Linked DNA regions of Mus musculus: regions 1 and 2 are each linked to region 3. The links are chromatin contacts, called in public HiCAR-type maps. All regions are on one chromosome and are shown on one strand. Each heading gives the region's core, a stretch centred on a gene start, on an enhancer-like site or on the middle of the called end of the contact. The rest is flanking DNA. Distances are from core to core; before and after follow the strand shown. Region 1 holds the start of Snai2 (snail family zinc finger 2). Region 2 holds the start of Nde1 (nudE neurodevelopment protein 1). Region 3 holds the start of Ppm1f (protein phosphatase 1F (PP2C domain containing)).

What was found. HiCAR-type assays count read pairs that join an accessible place to other places.
Region 1: a HiCAR-type map of astrocytes shows a contact between it and region 3, with 3 times the contacts expected there. The contact joins the promoter of Snai2 here to the promoter of Ppm1f in region 3. A contact is called at or near these places in 1 of 39 promoter capture datasets (hippocampal neurons) and 1 of 115 datasets of contacts at active chromatin or transcription factors (astrocytes).
Region 2: a HiCAR-type map of astrocytes shows a contact between it and region 3, with 3 times the contacts expected there. The contact joins the promoter of Nde1 here to the promoter of Ppm1f in region 3. A contact is called at or near these places in 2 of 115 datasets of contacts at active chromatin or transcription factors (astrocytes and embryonic forebrain) and 1 of 9 other capture datasets (liver).

Annotation. Positions count from the first base shown.
Region 1 is chr16:14,703,484-14,707,976 of GRCm38.p6, forward strand. Snai2 (snail family zinc finger 2) reads left to right here and starts at 2,369. Exons shown (of 3, transcript NM_011415.3): 1 at 2,369-2,569; 2 at 3,228-3,776. The coding sequence starts at 2,491.
Region 2 is chr16:14,160,837-14,165,134 of GRCm38.p6, forward strand. Nde1 (nudE neurodevelopment protein 1) reads left to right here and starts at 2,439. Exons shown (of 9, transcript NM_023317.2): 1 at 2,439-2,532.
Region 3 is chr16:16,893,453-16,898,165 of GRCm38.p6, forward strand. It overlaps Ppm1f (protein phosphatase 1F (PP2C domain containing)), which reads left to right and starts at 3,017. Exons shown (of 8, transcript NM_176833.4): 1 at 3,017-3,172.

The DNA of each region.
Region 1 (4,493 bases), core at 1,119-3,618, 2.2 Mb before region 3:
CTACCTAATTAAGGAACATCAGTTTCTCTCCAGCTTAGGACTAATTTCTTGGTTTGGCAAAGGCTACCCACCACTAACTTCAATCAATCAATCAATCAATCAATCAATCAATCAGTCAGTCTATCAGTCTATCTATCTATCTATCTATCATCTATCTATCTATCTATCTATCTATCTATCTATCTATCTATCCATCTATCCATCTATTGATTTATCTGTGTATGACTGTATGTGTGTGTCTGTCTGTCTCGCAGTCTCTCTTTATGTCTATTTCCCTCCTTTTCTATGAATACAGAATGAAGTATTTAAAATGTTGGTGTATCTAAGGACAAATCCCTGCCTTGCACAAACAAAATCTTGCAGTCTGTGACTAAAAGCAGCACCCCAATCTATTGAAGTCTGCAGGGAGAAACCGTTATAGCAGAGTCCTCCCACCTGGCCTTGGGTATGATAAGCTTCCATTCTTGCATTTTCATTACATCAGTTTAATATCAATTTTCCTCTGCTGTGCCCAAGCAGAGCTTCTGTTTAACATGATTTATGTCATCAGCCGGTGGACTTCCTCCTGCGGCCAGTGGGACACATCTCACATAGATAAGGCATGAATCAGATCAGTTGAGCTCAATACTGGCTAGCACAATCTGGAACACACAGGTTACTTGACTGCAGTCTGTAATTTAACACAACCCCTGGGTCCTTGGACACAAAGGGGCTGGTTTCCCTGTTTCAAATTCACTGGTTCTTTAAAAGCACAATGAATCGTTAATGATTTTTTAAATTGCAACAACTCACTTTAGCAGGTTATCTTCTGGCGTTCCCTGTTGTCATGTGTGGCTTTGTGCCCTCTTTCAATACTAGATAAAAAACAAACGGTGTGTTTTACTGGAAATTAGGTGGAAGGGGCAAGATTTCTTGCCCTATAGAGCAGGTGTCTAAATCTGAGCAAACCCACTAGAAATAGGTCAACTCAGACTCCAGCTCTGATCCATACTCATGGTAGCTTAGAAAGAAATCTAATACATTTTCTTGTTTTCTTGTCACCTGCAGATTCAGTTCCCTTAGTTTAAGGATTCATATAAATATCTTTCTGTATTTGACATTGAAATCAGTGACTATTGTAAAGAGAAAGAGGAATCATTGAAATTAACCCAGGAAGTCTGCGGGTTTCCCCCTCCCCCGCTCACACGCCCGTTTTCTCATCCCCAGATTAAGAAGTTATGCTGCTTGACAATGCACTTTTCTCTTGCAAGTCTCAACATCGCTGGTGGTATTCTGTTTCCGCTGTTTTCTTCCAGCACCTGTTACGAAAAAAAAGTTAGTTGTCTTGGGGTGGGGAGGTGGGGGAATTGGATTCTGCAATTTTGTTGGGAAGAGTCAGGGTAACATTGAAATAAACAGAGTTGCCTGTGGGCACAGTGAAAACTGCACTTTTAAAATGAATCACTTCGGAGTATTTTTACACCTACCCCTATGTGCAAATGCAAGTGAAGTGACCGGCTGGCTACTGGACTACCTAAACTGCCAGTCAAAGAACTTGGCAAAAGAATCCTTTACCCCATCTTTTAATGCAAACCAGGGATGTGGCGTGAGGAAGGGGGAGGCTTTTGAAGACTAAAGAAAACACCACTAAGTAACGGCAGACACTAAGAATTGTCAGTAGAGATTCATATTTTTTTTTCTTTCTCTAAAATACCATGCGCTACAAAGGGAGGAAGTCTTGTCACATGTCTTCATCAGAACTTTCCATACTTCTTCCAGAGTTTGCCTATTGTCGGAGTCTGCACCAGCCTTCCCTTTTATCTTTACACTCTTCCAGTTCCTGGGGTAGGCTGTAAGGCTTTACTTTCAAGTGTCTAACGCAGCGATCAGCAAGTTAACTTTCTGGCACGCCGCCCTAGACCTGCTGTGGCAGCTGCGGGGAGCCTTTACCTTCCTTTCCCAAAAGCCAGAGCCTACAGCTGCTTGTGTGCAATAACCCCCCTCCAGACGCAACTTCCAAATATAGACTCTCTGGCCACTAGGGGCTGCGCGGTCCCAGTCCGGAGGGCCGCCCTTCCTTCCCGCCCTCGCCTTGCCAGGCACTGCCCACATCTGGAAGCCAAGTCGCCGTAGGTCACCTAGCGGAAACACGTTTCCCCAGTGCTCAAGAACCGAGATTTCCTTTCTTGAAAACATTTAATGTATTTTGAGCCTCCACTGAAATGCCATGAGCAGCCCATTTTGAACCAGAAAAATTTAGTCTGACAACAGAGTCTTCCTCTATTCACAGCTGTTCCAGAAGGAGGAGCTGAAATCTGAACCTCTTGGCTGTGATTGGTTACTTCTAGAAAAAGCAACGGAGAAGGCGCCTCCCCGCCCAGAGGAGCTCAGTCGGGCAGGGAGCCGGGTGACTTCAGAGGCGCCTGCCTGTCCCCCGCCGCACCTGAGCCACCGCGATGCTATAGGACCGCCGCCTGGACCGTTATCCGCCCGCGCCCGCCCGCAGCCACCATGCCGCGCTCCTTCCTGGTCAAGAAACATTTCAACGCCTCCAAGAAGCCCAACTACAGCGAACTGGACACACACACAGGTAAAAATCGCCTCTGTAAATCTGTGCGCGAGTAAACCGCGGTTCTATTGCTTGACTCAGAGAACACACCGGGCCGCTTTCCTTTTAATGCTGTGCCAAAACTGTCCTTGCAGTCTCTTGATTACTTAGGTTAAGTTTTAATTCAAAACCTTTGAGATCTTTGCTGACAAGGAAAGCTTCCTTCCGGTCGGGCAGTATAGTTCTCTGAGCCTGTGTGTACGCAAAAGGAGTGCACGGACGTGATCGCACCCTTCCCCTCGCCTGAGCAGCAATCTCCTGAAGCCAAGCACTTGGGAAAGCAGCTGGATTCGTGCATGCCATTACCCGCCACAGGCACGGTACAGCTAGAACAGCCCACGCATAAAATGAAAAGCAACTTTATAAAAAGTTTTAATATAGTGTCTAGTTCTTCGTTCTAAATTGGGACAGCAAGGCTAGTCCAGAATGAAGGTTAGTCAGGGCAACTGTCAGCCTGCACGAGGACAGTAAGCCCAGGTGAAGGGAAGACTTTATGTGTGTCCTGTGAGTAAGGCTGTCTTCACTAGAGAGTCTCCTATGGAGTCTCCTGCATGTTGTTATGGTCTCTCTCAGACTGTGTACATATATTTTAAAAATATTTTGCCTTAATTTTTTCTTTCCTTCCTTTTCTTTCTTCCAGTTATTATTTCCCCATATCTCTATGAAAGTTACCCTATACCTGTCATACCAAAACCAGAGATCCTCACCTCGGGAGCATACAGCCCTATTACTGTATGGACATCGTCGGCAGCTCCACTCCACTCTCCTTTACCCAGTGGCCTTTCTCCTCTTACTGGATACTCCTCATCCTTGGGGCGTGTAAGTCCCCCGCCTTCCTCTGACACTTCATCCAAGGATCACAGTGGTTCAGAAAGTCCCATTAGTGACGAAGAGGAGAGACTGCAGCCCAAGCTTTCAGACCCCCATGCCATCGAAGCTGAGAAGTTTCAGTGCAATTTATGCAATAAGACCTATTCTACGTTCTCTGGGCTGGCCAAACACAAGCAGCTGCACTGTGATGCCCAGTCTAGGAAATCGTTCAGCTGCAAGTACTGTGACAAGGAATATGTGAGCCTGGGTGCCCTGAAGATGCACATTCGAACCCACACATTGCCTTGTGTCTGCAAGATCTGTGGCAAGGCTTTCTCCAGACCCTGGCTGCTTCAAGGACACATTAGAACTCACACTGGTAAGAGAAATGTAGAAAACCATGCCTCTCAGCTCAAACAGTGGTGTGACAGAGCTGTCTGCGGGGTGTCTTAAGGGACTGACAGGGGGTGTTTTTCATAAGGTGAACCACTGATAGCTGCTTTCTGCTCTAAAGCTTGTTAGAACAGCAAGTGCTCCTTTCCAGCCTCTGCTCCAGGGATTGTAAACAGCATTTAGACTTTGGAAAGCACATGCAGGAGATTTGGTCTCAAAGATCAGTTAGAAAGCAAGATTGAGGTATTTGGTGTGTGTTCTGCAGAACTGATAGTCAGTAAATACAAATGTCTGGCTCCTAGTGTTGATTTGATAAACAGGCAGAGGGGGTTCCTATAGTTTTTTTGGCTATACTTTTTGCTATGAATTCTGCCAACTCTTGACTAATTTAGTAAATGAGGCTAAATTGGATCTGGCCGTGTGCTTGTTTGTTTCATTTTCTTGTTGCTGATTTTTAAAAAAAGCCCAAAGCATGAAATCATATGCAGGAAGTCATGGAATTTATCCAGTCTTAGTCATCATACAGAAAGAGGAGACATACTGGAAATGGAGGGAGCTGCTCATCATTGCTGCACCTGTTGAAGCAGAAACCCTTAGCAAGAAAAAGCCCCAATTCTGAATGTGTGTCTGTCTGGCAGAACGGAAGCTGTTTGGCTGATATTTTAAAGTTTTGTTTTGAAAGGCCAAATAGGAATAGAATTAC
Region 2 (4,298 bases), core at 1,189-3,688, 2.7 Mb before region 3:
CGCACGCCTTTAATCCCAGCACTTGGGAGGCAGAGACAGGCAGATTTCTGAGTTCGAGGCCAGCCTGGTCTACAAAGTGAGTTCCAGGACAGCCAGGGCTATACAGAGAAACCCTGTCTCGAAAAACAAAACAACAACAACAACAAAATTAAAAGCACTACCTACTATTTAATAAAAGTAGGTTTCAACTTTTTGCCAGAAGTAGTGGCACAGTTCCAGGGCAACTAGAACTGCACAAAGAGACCCTGTCTCATTAAAAAAAAAAAAAAAACCAACTTCCTTTTTTTTTCCTTTGCTCAGTAATAATCTTCACATTTATGAAACAAAGATAACAGAGATTTATTATTGGTGTTTCACTGGATACTTTGCATTTGATTCAACTCCCCAAAGACCTAAGTTACTAAACAGAGTTCTCCTCTACCACCCATGAGGACAGGATCAAAGGAAGAGAAGTCAAACTCTCAGCTTGGTCACAGCACAAAAGCTACAAACAAAATGAACAGAATTTTTTTTTAAAAAAAAAGAGCAAAGCCAACTACAGTAGCCCAGGACTTTGATCCCAGCTCCTTCAAAGGTAGAGACAAAATTACAAATTCAGCTTATCCAGGCTACAGGGTGAGCTTAGGTCCAGCCTGGGCATCTTAGAAGGAATTTGACTAAAAAAAAAAAAAAAAAGAAAGAAAGAAAGAAAGAAAAAGAAAAGAAAAGAAAAAAGGGGGCTGAAGGTATAGGTCAGTGGTAGAGCATTTACCTAGAGTGGGTAAGGTATTGAGTTCAACCAACAAAACTGAGGAGAGGGGCAGGGGGCAGGGGGCAGGAGGCATTACTTGTGTAGCCCAGGGGAACAGAACATGATTGTAAGAGTCAAAAAGAGCCTTCTGAAGCTCCTTTTGTTAGGTACAAAATCGAAACACTTGGATTTCCTGTACCCTTTTTCTCATCTTTTAAACAATTCTAGGAGGCTGGAGATACAGCTGAATGATACAGTATTTGCTTAACATGGCCAAGGGCCTAGGTTCAAGGCCAACACTGCCAGAAATGTAAGCTAACTATGCCTTTCTCTGGCTTCCCAGTCTCTAAATAGTCTTCAGCAACATTTGGCATCTGAAATTCTGTTTCCGTTTACTGTATTAACCCTTTAAGATCAGATTCTTTGTCTTAGTCACCAGGTTGTAAAATTACCTGTGCCTAATAGTATTTAATAATTAATGAACAATTAATGGCTTAACGTTAAGAAATTATTATTAGCTGGGCCTGTGATCCCACTGAAAAATAAGGCTAAGGGAATACTCAGAAATTTGAGGCCAGCCCAAGTTACATAGGAAAAGTGTTTCAAAAAAGGAAAAAACAAGGGGCTGGAGAGATTGCTCAACAGTTAAGAACACTGATCTCCTAGAGGTCAATTCCTAGCAACCATATGATGACTTTTTTTTTTTTTTAAAGATTTATTTATTTATTATATGTAAGTACACTGTAGCTGTCCTCAGATATCCCAGAAGAAGGCATCAGATTTCGTTATGGATGGTTGTGAGCCACCATGTGGCTACTGGGACTTGAACTCGGGACCAGTCGGGTGCTCTTAACCCCTGAGCCATCTCGCCAGCCCTGTTTGTTTGTTTTTCAAGACAGGGTTTCTCTGTGTAGCTCTGACTGTCCTGGAACTCACGCTGTAGACCAGGCTGGTCTCAAACTCAGAAATCCGTCTGCCTCTGCCTCCCGAGTGCTAGGATTAAAGGTGTGCTCCACCACTGCCCGGCTTATTTACAAAGCACTGCACAAAGTCTTGTAAACTTATTTATTTAGCTCGGGGGGGGGGGGGGGGGACGACGACGACGACCATTTTATCCACGAGTAATTAAATACCTTGTTTCAAATACACATAGCTAGTAAGCGGCGGAGTTAGGATTCAAAGTCAAGTTCTTTCACATTAAACTATTCTGTCTCAGAAGAAGCCACAACAGTTAAAGATTCTATTTGGGGTGTAAAGTTGTGGAATAACAAGGGTCCTGTGGGCTGGGCGGAAGTTTGTCGTTCTCTATGCCTGTTTTTGTCTTTGTGCATTCTGGGCTAGTATAGCATTTTTGGAATCGGGTAGGGCACTTACAAGTGTAACCCAATATCAGCTATTCCTAATGCCCGGGTTTCTCCGACCAATTGCTCCTTTGTCTATTCTTGGGCAAGAGCAAGAGCAGATAAATGCAACCAGTGTGAAGGAGAGGCGTGCGGATGTTCCAGAGTGCGTGGCACGGCGAGTACCGAGCCGCCAGCAGGCCCTCTCCACGCCCGCCTTCCGGGCCAGTGGCCTGCGCCTCCTGCGGCCCCTCCCGCCCCCACCGAGGCTTGGCCCAGCCGCGCCCGGGCCTAGAGAGAAAAAGTTTCCAAACCTCGCTTCTTTGCGCTGATTGGCCGAGTCAGACGCGTCCCGAGAGCGGCAGCCAATGGGAGGCGCGCACCGCGCAGTACCGGCGAGGCTGGAGGGCAAGAAAGGCCTGCCGGCCCGCGCCTCGCTGGAATCGTCGCCGCCCGGGCTGGGTAAGTGGAGCCAGGCTGCGGGCGGGTCTCCGCCACGCCCGCAGCATCCATCCGACGTGTCCCCCACACCTGCCCTCCTCAGCTTTCCACCTTCCATCCGTGAGCTCCGCCGCTCGCCCTGGCCAACTCCGTTCCTCTTCTGCTGGCTGCTTTTCTATCCTCGAACGTCCTCAAGACCCATGCCCACGCCGCCCCAAGGCCCCCGAGTTCTTAGTCTGCCCCTTCACCCCACAGTTTCCGGGTCCCCAACTGCTGCCGCACGGATACCAACCTATATCCAACCTTCCCCTCGATGCCTATAGGTCTCGGCCGCTGGACGTTTCAAATTTCCCTAGACAGCACTTTGGATCGGATAAACTTTATCCGACAAAGGGTGAGAGTGCTTACCCCACACCTTGGATGTTGGCCCAGCTCACCTCTACCTCTTTGAGGTCCTGGGCAACCCGGAGTCACCTTGACTCCGGAGCGACTTCATATTTCCTAAATCATCTCGACTTTTTGCCAGGTTGTGCATCCTTCTGCGCTTTAGCCGGATCCTCGCTCAACTTCTCTAGCTGGGTGGAGGTTTGTAATTGGCTCTGCCACCTGTTTCTGTGTATTGTGTGTTAGGATAACATTTTAGGACTCAGAAGGGGTGCTTTTGAAGTATAGTCTGATAGAAACTACTCCAGAGCCTGAGGGTATCTGACCACGCACTTCTCTTCCCCAGCACACTGGTATTCAGCCCGTTTTGAGGTTTAAGTAATTCCCCTTTCAGAATTCCATATGGAGTTCAGTAAGAGGAACTTACAGAACTATGACCAACCCTCCAACCCCTCTGAAGTCGCATGTCTTTGTACTTAAGCAGCAAGAAGACAAGCTAGGCTTAGTGACTGACTCTTGATGTGTTTGACCTGGAACTTGCTCTATAGACCAGGCTGGCCTCGAACTCAAGTTGATTCTCTTGCCTTTGCCTCCCAAGTGCTGGGATTAGAGGTGTCCACCATCACCTGGCTCCCATTCACGTCTTGTTTATTTGAGAGAGATATAAACTTGGGCTGGAGAAGGGTATTGGTTCATTCGATATTGGCATCGAGTATTGGTGATCAGCTTGGCTAGCTTTCTTCACTCAGACATCACTTTATTTCTTTCCTAGAAATTTGAAATTAGAGGTGTGTGACTTGTGTGTGTTCTCAGACAGTTTTGTAGACTTAATTTTGGGGGACTCCTCCCAACAAAACCAATCCTAAGGACTGAAAGTTCTTATTTCAAAGTGTGAGGACCTAAGTGATGTCCCCAGCACCAAAAAGCTGGTGTGATGGTGCACACCTGTGATTTGCAGTACCCAGCTTGGGGGACAGGGGGGCCCTGAGGCTTGCTGCCCAGTGCAGGAGAATGTGAGCCCTGGGTTCAATGAGAGACCTTACCTCAAAAATAAATAAATAAATAAATAAATAAATAAAATTAAAAAGGTGGAGAGTGATAGAGGAAGACACCTGATGTCACTTCTGACCCTGCATGCACACAAACACCTGCACACACACACACACACACACACACACAAACCCCACTTCTGGCTCCTCATGCACAGGAATACTTTGCACATACACAGAAACCCCGTGCTGAAATGAATTCTTAGACGTGTAAAACCACCTTACGGGAAACAGGTACTTTTTAAAATTTGCTTTTTGAATTTTGTGTGGTGTGTGTACTTGTTAGCATAGAGGTACTGTGTGGAGTACCAGAAGTCTATAAGAGGACTCTTTCTTCTGTTGTTTTCCATCTTA
Region 3 (4,713 bases), core at 1,767-4,266:
CCACTGAAGCTGGTCAGAAGCCAAGTTTAGAAAATATTCTAGAAGGCAGGCTGATCTGTGGTGCAGCTGAATGTAGCTATGGACCACTTTTCTGACTATAACCCCTTCCTGTGTTCCCTTCTCCACCCACCCATTATGGCTTCCCTTTTTAAGTGCGATAGAAACTGCCTTTTGGCCATGTCTTACCATGTGGTACCAGGGGCCTAGCAAGACAGGTGCCTAAGATTGCTCTGTAAAATGTTTGCTTGAGAGGCGGCCAACAGCATTCCTCATAGGATTCCTCCATCTGCAGTAGATTCACAGTTACACAGGACAGGGAGACTCATCAGAAAGCCATAAGGCAACTAGTTGTTCATGTGGTTGTCTGGCCACATAGCCCCACCAAGACTTTTCACCTGAACCCTGACAACCATAAAAGACCATACAACCAAAGACGATACCTTGGGAAAGCTTCCCACAGGCAGTGGCCCAGGAAGCTGTATAGAAGTTGTTAGAATGTGGCACAGAAGTAATAAGCTACAGGACAGAACAGACACTTGGAATCTATCCTCTCCACTCCAGTCAGAATCTGGTACCTGAATAAGCTACATCTCAATTGAGTACCTAGCACAAGGCTGTGACTTTGCTATTCTGCCCATTTGGCCCAATTCCATCGTGAGCAGACTGCAGGAACACAAACAGCTCAGTTATGTGGTTAGTTTGGGCTTGGGGAAAGACTGCCCTACAGGCCTTAAACCCAGACTAGTTATTCCATCTTTAAAATTCTATACTGAGGTTTCAACCTACATGGGCCTCTTAATGTACCCTTTGTTTTTTCCTGCGGTTGCCCCCTTTATGTGGAACTCTAGCAGATACCCTTAGCTATCTAAGCTGTACTCTATAAACTCCTGACCCCGTCACCTTCCCCCTCAGACACATACACACACACCCATCAGTACAGCCTCATTATCATTGCTAACCTGTCAGCCAAGAACAATTAGGACTAGAGGTGAACTGTCTTAGCAGCTGTGTTCCTAGGCATCACCTTTTCTGCTCTGGAAGCTGATGAGATCAGAGCTGCAGGGCGACCTGTATTGTGGGAGGCATGCAAGATCTCACAGGCTAGCTCTCCAGTGGTTTGTCCCCCAGGCACTGCAGGTCCCGTTTCTCTTACCTTGAGATTGTGGTGCATACTAACATGAGGAAGTCTGTTTCGTCAAGTACAACATCCTCCCAGCACTGTAGAAGGCACCGTGGACCTCTTCTATACATTCTAGCCCTATGGGAAAAATTAATATCCAAGAGAGAGCCAAAATTCCATTAATCACCTTTCCTCACTGTGATAAAACACCTGAGCAAAATTTAAAGGAAGAAAGATGGATTTGGGCTCAGTTTGAGTCATCTCTGGTAGCTAAGAAGAGGAGAGAGGAAAGACTGGCAAAATAGACCTTTCCAGGGACTAGAGCTATACACTCTTGCAGGGCACACATACTCATGACCTTCCTCCATCCTAGTTTTCGTTGTCTCCTAATAATGTCATTATTATGAATGATGAATCCAATAGACTGATCTGCTGATGTTAGCGTCCTGATGATCCATTCACCTCCCAAAAGCTCAAGTTTTCAAGAGACTTCCAGATTTCAAATCATAACAGCTCCCTTTAAGCAGAAGTATTACCAAGTTGTACCCCCATTGTAAAGAGCCTGGAAATTCTAGAACAAAGGGTTTGAGGTCCTTTCCTGAGATTTTTAAAGCCTAAGTAATACAGCCAGTCTCTGAGTGATAGAGGCTAGTGTGGTAGGGAGTGTTTGCACTCACTCTCATAGTGCTCAGAACAGGTTTCTGGGAAAGGATTTTGGGAACTGGGAGAGGACACAGATGAGAGACCTGGAACTGAGCACTCTGAGACCTCCTGGCTCTACCCCACAGCTTGGCATGTCTTGATGAAGAGGTTTGAGCTAAGCTGGTTGGTATAGCTAATATTGGGAATTTAACAAGAGTAAAGGCTTTGGCATAGTAGACTACAAACAAGACAATCATGGTGACAGCAACCTCAGGAAAGGGTACATTACAGATATGTCCTTGGCCTAGAGCCTAACAGGGCCAGGTTCCTAGTGCCTGCTTTTGCTGTCTTCTCTGTATCACCCTCTACCTCATCAGGTTATAAATGACCTCAAACCTTAATCAGGTTGAATGAACCAGGACTCTACTTGCGTAGCAGACAGACATTCTCCCCACCATGCCAGTACACACACCCATCTATTGGTTCCCCAGGCTCATGGGTTCCCTGAAACCTAATCAGGTGACAAGTTCCTAAGACAATGGGGTCTGATGGCATGTGCTTGTCAGCACAGTTCTGAGACATAAACAAAACAAACAATTGGGTTTTTTTGTTTGTTTTGTTTTTGTTTTTCGAGACAGGGTTTCTCTGTGTATCCTTGGCTGTCCTGGAACTCACTTTGTAGACCAGACTGGCCTCGAACTCAGAAATCTGTCTGCCTCTGCCTCCCAAATGCTGGGATTAAAGGCTTGCGTCACCATGCCGGAACAATTGTTTTAAAAGCCAGGTGACAACCTGGAGCCAACCTTGTCTTTAAGACTGCCTTTGCTACCCAGTGCACTAAGAAAAGTGTCTCATTTCCTGCTTTATAGCCCCAGAGCTCAAGCTGCTCAACGAATTCTCAGTGGCCATGCAGTCCTGCTGAGCACAAAGGGCCTGGAACCCTTAACCACAAAGCCCCTGGGGCCTGTGGTTAAGTGGGCAGGACCACAATGAAACTTGAAGGGGTACTCTCCACACTGTACACAGGCAGTGTACACGTTCATTGGTATAAAATGAATATAATGTTATACATGAAAATATTTTCTAAAGTCTCTGATGGGTGGCCAGTCCTGAGCAGTATGAAGCCGCATCACTGCCCTGAGACTGATCACCACACACGTTGTGAAGCAATGACTGAGCATTGTGAAGCAAGGACTGCTTTCTGCCCAGTCAAGGCTGGAGAAGTGTAGCAACGCACTGGCTATTGGGGCTCTTGTCGTCCCTGAAACAAGAGAGCAGAGGGACCAGCAGGAGGCAGCAGAGGTGCGCCCGAGGCCCGACTGCGCTTGCGCAGAGCCTGCGGCGCCTAGGACGGGAAGTAGGCGGGGCTGCCCAGAGCAGCTCGTGGGGAGCACTGCGGCAGGCTGGCAGGTGAGGCCCGCGGGGTGCAAGGGATGAAGAGCGAGGGTGAGGGTGGAAGACTCGGACTAGGGTGGGGGTCATGTGGGGGCCTGAGATGCACGAAAGTGAAATGAGACTGAGGACGAAATGGAGAGGTGAGAAAGCACTAAGGCCAAGACCGGTTTCGGGTGCCTGAGCCCATGGGACTTTGGGGGATAGCTGTGAGCAAAAAATCTGAGCAAGCCGCCGCCGGGCCCTGGTGGCAAGGCGTCGGAAACTAAAGGCACGGAACTGGGAATCCATTGACACCCTCCCCCAGGGCTGTGTCTGAACCGAGGTCCAGGAGGAGGCTGAGAGCTGTGAGGCAAAACAGTACCAAGGAGTGACAATCCTGTTTTCAAGGATCATTCCCTCTTATCTTCCAAAACATGAGGGCTAGGCCCACGGCCCTACCCTCAGCCCTACTAGTGACGACCCGGACTGGGACCACATTTTCAACCTGAATGCCCAGCCCAGTGGCGTCCCTAAGTGTATTTAAAGCTAGTGTTTTACTTACCACCTGGTTTCAAGACGCAGGCTGAAGCCATTGGGCTAGATTGCAGTAGAGCCTCAGTCCTGAGAGCCTTGGGCTTCACCGTTACAGTTGTGTGGTCTCAGGCCAGCCCCCTAAGCTCTCCGTATAATGAGGAGAAAAGGGATTGTAAGGATTTCTGCAGACTAACATCTAGTGAGGCCCAGTGGAAGGCAGTGGTCTGCCCTACCAAGGCCGCCTATTTCTAGGCCCCTTGATTAACAGATGTGTTCACAATGTGCCCTGGGACAGCCCTGTGAACTGTTCCCACCTAAGGAACTGAACGAGAGCTGCCTCTACCTCATGGTCTCAGTGTTCATATTCCTCCCATCGTCAAATTTTACTTTTACTCAGCGGCAAACTGGGATGGAAGTGGCCAAGTCACTGGGCACCAGATTCCTCAACTGAGTCCTGCTTTGGTGACAACTAATATTTGTGACCTTAGAGTAACACTTTCCTCCTACCACCTGGTTTTTTTTTCAACTGCAGTATGACCTGATGGCATGTTTTCCCACACAGTTCTGAGACATAAACAAAACAATTGTTCTAATAACTGTTAACCTCCCACAACAGATTAATTTGCAGAATTCCTCTGTGATGTTGCCTGAAGCCAGTCTTTTCTGGAAGACTGTCTTTGCTACCCAGTGTACTAAGGGAGAGTTTTCATTTCCTGTGTGATCCCCCCAGACCTCAGGCTGCTTACCTCACTCTAGTGGCCATGCAGGCCTGCTGAGCACAAACAGCCAGGACACTGACCACATGGAGCTTAGGATCCCTTTCAAAAGAAAAATGGCAGCACAATAATATGGCTGCACAGAACAGCCCATGAAAGATAGTGGGGGGGGGGGGTGTAGACATGGCTGGGGTGGAGTCCATCTATGTTCAGCGTGCATATGTTCTGTAGGTTGAATTTCCAGCACCAATAGAAAGAAACATAGTCTTAAAGTGTGTTTTGGCATTTTTGTTTTGTTTTGAGACAGGGTCTCATGGAGCCCAGGCT